Regions from separate parts of the Mus musculus genome. Here region 2 is linked to region 1. A link is a contact called in public ChIA-PET data. All regions are on one chromosome and are shown on one strand. Each heading gives the region's core, a stretch centred on a gene start, on an enhancer-like site or on the middle of the called end of the contact. The rest is flanking DNA. Distances are from core to core; before and after follow the strand shown. Region 1 has its middle 110 kb from the start of Il6. Region 2 holds the start of Tyms (thymidylate synthase).

Region 1 (3,169 bases), core at 136-2,635:
GTGGGTACCTCCTATATGTCCCCCACGCAGGTGCATGAAGTCTCTGCAGGATTAGGCAAATCTTCTCTCCCTGCACCAGACAAGGTAGCCCTGTTGGGGATCAGATTTTACAGTCAGGCTACAGATTTAGGGACACCCCTCATTGCTGGGGGAACCACATGGAGGCTGAGCATCTGCTACCTATGCAAACAAAATGTTTAAATAAGTTAATTAACTTAGGAATTTCAAAGCTGACTAAATTAAATGTAACTAAAAGAAAGAACAACATAAAAAATGTATAACTTGATTGCTTCATGGTAACATACTGTACTAAGTGAATCACATGATTTCCAAAGAAATCTTAAAAGAATATAACACAAACATGTATAATTAAACATCTAATAACTACCTAAAGCAACAAAACCAGAAAAATACTTGATTAATTGAAAAAAAGACTAGAAAGAATGAATGTATGAACAACGAGTAAATGAACAAGTACTATGCCTTTGAAGCATATCTGGCACCAATGGCCACAGATGCCTATGTGATGCTGGTGGGTTTGATTCTCAAACACAAGGGCTATACCAAAATTTGAAGAGCAAAAGAATTTGGCCACTATATAGATAGATAGAGGCTCTCCCACTTACAGTGGGTTTTAAGTGACAATAATCCCATTATAAGTTGAAAATATTGTGATGGCTTAAATAAGAAACATCTCAAAAAGCCTTATCAGTTTGAATATGTGGTCCCAATTGGTGGTACTGTTTGGTAAAATTATGGAACTTCCAGGAGGAGGCGATTTGCTGGAAGGGGTTCTATGAATGGGGTAGGATTTGGGGGTGTATAGCCTTCCCCACTTTCAGTACTCTCTCTCTCCTTTGCTTCCTGAGTGCAGATGAAAATGTGCTCAGCTGGTTTTCTGCTTCTGTTGCTGTGCTTTCCTTGCCTTTTGCCACGCCTTCCCCAGTGTGTTGGAGTATAGCCATTGTAAAGTTTTATGTCATGATATTTTGTCTTATCAAAAGAAATGTAAGCATCACAGTAGAAAATGCATTAAACTCTCCTAACCTACCTAAAGTCATAGCTTAACAATTTCATACTCTGCAGGTATCAGTTGCTTCTTTTATGGCCATAAGGCTGACAGACCGCTGCAGCTCCTCAGGACCAGTCCAGCATCACAGTAGAGTGCAATACTACCTAGCCTTTGGTTGGGAAGAGTTCCAGGTTCAAACATCATTTATTGAGTGAGTTCCACTTGGCACTACTATAAGCTGAACATTACAAGACAGGAACTGTTTGTCATTAAGAAGCAGGATGGGCACAAGCAAGTTACCATTGGGTCTGCTGCATCACATGGTCCAAGTGGTGCAGCAGCTTGCACAGTGACCAGACATGCCTTGATATTGCATTTAACCCATAAAATCCTCCTTTCCACACCATACACATCTTTCTTCAGAACTGTTTATCTTTCTTATGGTTTAGACCAACAGGAAGCGAGAGGGCCACAAGATACACTCACTGGGAGTTGACAGAAGGGATGTGGGTTACCAACCCAGAAAGAGTGAACAGCAGTTAAACTGACTTTTAAAAGTTAGTTGATTAGACTTAATTTAAATGGAAAGGACGATACATCTAAAATCTAAAATGATTGTCTTTCATTTTGGATTCTCATTTGTCTTTGGTGCACATTTTATTTAAATGTATAAATACAGCTGATTATATGTGAAATCCTGGGGGAATGAGTATTCTTGACAGGGCATAGCTTTGTCAAAGACTCCAATGCCTCAGCTCACTGGGAGTGAAGCTCAAAGGGATGGAAAAGCCTCTGGGCTGAATGCAAATCTTGACAGTGTGTGCAGAAATTGTCCTCTGTAGCTTTCTCTCCCTGGAAATTTGTGGCTATACACTGCTCTCTTTCAGAGACGGTTCCTACTTAAATTAGATAAACTTGCCTCCTTGTTATCTGTATGCAATAACCCTGACTCCTTGTTTATCTATGTGCAATAATTTCACCTTCCTGTTTGACATCTTCCAGGGTACCGTGGCTTTTTAATTAGAGAATCAATTCCACCCAACTCTGACTTTTCTGTGTCTGTGTGTTTGTCATTTGTCCATTCCCTCACTGCCACACTCAGGTCAATTTCTGGAGCAATGCAAGGATTTGGTAGCTGGGTATGGTATCATCCCTTTAATACCAGGACTAGAGAGGTTGAAGCAGAAGAGAGAGAGAGGGTGAGAGAGAGAGAGAGAGAGAGAGAGAGAGAGAGAGAGAGAGAGAGAGAGGAAGAGGAAGAGGAAGAGAGAGAGAGGAAGAGAAGAGGAGAGGAGAGGAGAGGAGAGGAGAGGAGAGGAGAGGAGAGGAGAGGAGAGGAGAGGAGAGGAGAGGAGAGGAGAGGAGAAGAGAAGAGAAGAGAAGAGAAGAGAAGAGAAGAGAAGAGAAGAGAAGAGAAGAGAAGAGAAGAGAAGAGAAGAGAAGAGAGAACCTGGAACGCTTTATATATAACATGATGGTTGAACTTTGATCCTCTTGTCTATGCCAGTGATGGTTTGTATATACTTGGCTTGGGAGTAGCACTATTAGGGGGTGTAGCCCTCCAGTTAAAGTAGGGGCTTAAGGAGGATGGATGGTAATTGATGGAGTTTTGACTTATGTCTGACTCACAGTAGGTCCAGTAAGTTCTCGAACACGTCCTATGATCATTTCCCCAGTTCCAGAATGCATAATTGGGATAGATATACTTAGAAATTGGCAGAATTCTCACATTTGGTTCCCTGACCTGTGGAGTGAGTGCTATTATGGTTGGAAAGGATAAATGGAAGCCTTTAGAGTTGCCTCTGTCAATGAAAATAGTGAATCAAAAACTGTATTGTATTACTGGAGGAATTGCAGAAATTACTGCCACCATCAAGGACTTGAAAGATGCAGGGATGGTGGTTCCCATCACATCTCCCTTTGAATCTCCTATCTGGCCAGTGCAGAAGACAGACAGACTATGGAGAATGACAGTTGACGATTGAAAACTAAATCAGGTAGTAACTCTGATTGCAGCTGCTATACCAGATGTAGTTTTGTTACCTGAGCAAATTAACACATCTCCTGGTACCTGGTTCACAGCTATTGATATAGCAAATGCCTTCTTCTCAGTACCTGTCCATAAAATCTACTAGAAGCAATTTGTTTTCAGTTGGC
Region 2 (2,908 bases), core at 46-2,545, 170 kb after region 1:
GAGAGGTAAAGGACAAAAACAAAACACAACTATACTTTAAAAAAAAAAAAAAAAAAAAAAAAAAACCTGTCCACAGTCTAAGCAGAGGACGTGAATTAAAAGGTCTGTGGTTCATCAGGGTCCACAATTCTTGGGAGGTCCTTTAGGCTGGACCAATCTGTGCAGTAGAAGCTGTAGTTTACAGCTCCAGAAAATGTTTGAGACTAAGCAAATGTCCTAAGAGCGGCCATATCCCCACTCAAAGCTACTCTCTACTCCAGTGTCAGGTTGCTCTTCATGTTTCCTGAATGCCACCATTAGCACCCCCATCCTCAGCCAACACCTAGGAGGTTCTGTGCCCTTCCAGGCCCTGTGGTTGATTCCATCCTTTGCTCCTCAACAGCCTCTTGTTACTCTTTAAAAGCCAAGGCTGCAGCACTTGGGAGGCAGAGGCAGGCGGATTTCTGAGTTCGAGGCCAGCCTGGTCTACAAAGTGAGTTCCAGGACAGCCAGGGCTACACAGAGAAACTGTGTCTCGAAAAACCAAAAATAAAATAAAATAAAATAAAATAAAATAAAATATAAAAGCCAAGGCTGTTGGAAGGAAAAACCCCACAGTTCCCGCCTAAGGCCCGGGTCTCCCCCTTTCCCGCGCAGCCGTAGCACCGCCCAAGCCATTTTCGCTCCAATTTTAAAAGCAGCAGCAAAGGGGAGCAGGAGATAAGGGGAGGAAGAAGAGGAGCAAAGTCAAGACCTCAGAGCAGGATTTGGACAAGCTCCCGCAGGTTTCTTCCCACTCCCTCCCTCTGGGCCGCACAACTGGTTGAAACTGGATTCGGGAGAAAAGGTTTAACAGGGACTAAGGTCAAAGGCAGACCTTCAGAACCTGGTTTACTTGAAGTAGTTGTCACCTGGGTCGCGCACGGGAAGTTTAGGACTCCTAGAACCTCAGAGCCCGGGTTAGGGCTATCCAAGAACGCTCGCCCGGCGTCTCCGCGTGCCCAGCTTGCCTGCCGGACGTCCTCCCGCTAATGCAGACCAGCCCCAGTTACCTCTCAGGCTGTATCGTGCCTGCATGCCGAACACCGACAGGGTGCCAGTGCCCGTGCGGTCCTCCTTCTTGAAGCCGCAGCGCAAAATGTGCTCCACCTGCCTCAGGTACTGGAGTTCTCCATGCCGTGGGGCTTCCGCGCTCAGCTGCTGAGCATCGGACTGCAGCTCGGAGCCAACCACCAGCATAACGGAGCAGTCTGGCAGCAGTGTAGTCAGCGACAAAACCAGGACCTTCCTGGCGCTCTTTTCCTCCAACACCAGCCCGCCTCTTCCTGCTGGGAAACTTCCGGCCGCCAGAATCCGTGGCAGACCCCGCCCCCACGTGACAGAAGTGGTTACAGCTTGCAAGGCAAACACCTGCCCACTTTCTCAAATCTGTATTTACCCTATTATGGCATTAAGAGCCTATAGGATCAGGGTGTGGGGATGCATGCCATTAAATCCCAGCTCCTGGGAGATTGAGTCGGCTAGAGGATCTGGAGTTTAAGGCAAGCCTTCACTTCATAGCAAGTTCAAGGCCAGCCTAGGTACTTGAGACCCAGTCTCAAAAAGAGCCTTTGGCTTATACGATACTTGTACTTGGATCTTTATGTAGTTTGGGAACCACAGTAATTTTGGCTTCATAGAATGAATTGGGTAGAGGACCTTCTGTTTCTGTTTTGTGGGATAGTTTGAGAATTGGAATTAAGTCTTTTTGAAGGCCTGATAGAACTCTGTGCTAAGTCCTGGGCTTTTTTTGTTTGGGAGACTATTAGTGACTGCTTCTACTTTTTTAGGGGAAATGGGACTGTTAAGATCATTAATCTGATCCTGATTTAACTTTGGAACCTGGTATCCGTCTAGGAAATTGTCCATTTCATCCATGTTTTCCAGTTGTGTTGACTATAGCTTTTTGTAATACAATCTGGTGATGTTTTGGATTTCCGCTGGTTCTGTTGTTATGTCTCCTTTTTCATTTCAGATTTTGTTAATTAGGATGTTGTTCCTTTGCCCTCTAGTTAGCCTGGCTAAGGGTTTATCTATCTTGTTGATTTTCTCAAAGAACCAGCACCTGGTTTGATTGATTCTTTGAATAGTTCTTTTTGTTTCCACTTGGTTGATTTCCACCCTAAATTTGATTATTTCCTGCTATCTACTTCTCTTGGGTGAATTTGCTTCCTTTAGTTCTAGAACTTATAGGTGTGCTGTCAGGCTGCTAGTGTGTGCTCTCTCTAGTTTCTTTTTGAGGAACTCAGAGCTGAGTTTTCCTCTTAGGAGTGCTTTCATTGTTCTCGTATGTTTGGGTATGTTGTGGCTTCATTTTCTTTAAACTCTAAAAAGTCTTTAATTTCTTTATTTCTTCCTTAACCAAGATATCATTGAGTAGAGTGTTGTTCAGTTTCCACGTGAACTTTGGCTTTCTGTAATTTATGCTGTTATTGAAGATCAGCCTTAGTCTGTGGTGATCTGATAGGATGCATGGGATAATTTCAATATTTTTGTATCTGTTGAGGCCTGTTTTGTGACCAATTATGTGGTCAATTTTGGAGGAGGGACCATGAGGTGCTGAGAAGAAGGTATATTCTTTGTTTTAGGATAAAATGTTCTGTAGCTATCTGTTAAATCCATTTGTTTCATAACTTCTGTTAGTGTCCATGTGTCTCTGTTTAGTTTCTGTTTCTAAGTTCTGTCCATTGGCCAGAGTGGGATGTTGAAGTCTCCCACTATTATTGTGTGAGGTGCAATGTGTGCTTTGAGCTTTACTAAAGTTTCTTTAATGAATGTGGATGCCCTTGCATTTGGAGCATAGATATTCAGAATTGAGAGTTCATCTTGGTAGATTTTACCTTTGATGAGTATGAAGTGCCCCTCCTTGTCTTTTATGATAACTTTGGGT

Evidence for each region. ChIA-PET counts read pairs in DNA pulled down with a chosen protein or histone mark.
Region 2: an RNA polymerase II ChIA-PET map of effector CD8 T cells shows a contact between it and region 1, with 13 read pairs. The contact joins the promoter of Tyms here to the enhancer-like site in region 1. A contact is called at or near these places in 5 of 115 datasets of contacts at active chromatin or transcription factors (the 230-238 cell line, effector CD8 T cells, embryonic fibroblasts and 2 more).

The regions. Positions count from the first base shown.
Region 1 is chr5:29,900,491-29,903,659 of GRCm38.p6, forward strand. No RefSeq gene overlaps it. Among named protein-coding and RNA genes, the nearest start is that of Il6, 110 kb to the right of the region's middle. Within about 2 kb of position 1,386, at least 40 of the 459 cell types and tissues checked have an H3K27ac peak or open chromatin away from gene starts, as enhancers often do. A contact at or near this core is called in the 230-238 cell line, effector CD8 T cells and memory CD8 T cells, where this site is marked.
Region 2 is chr5:30,072,330-30,075,237 of GRCm38.p6, forward strand. Tyms (thymidylate synthase) reads right to left here and starts at 1,296. Exons shown (of 7, transcript NM_021288.4): 1 at 1,032-1,296. The coding sequence starts at 1,218.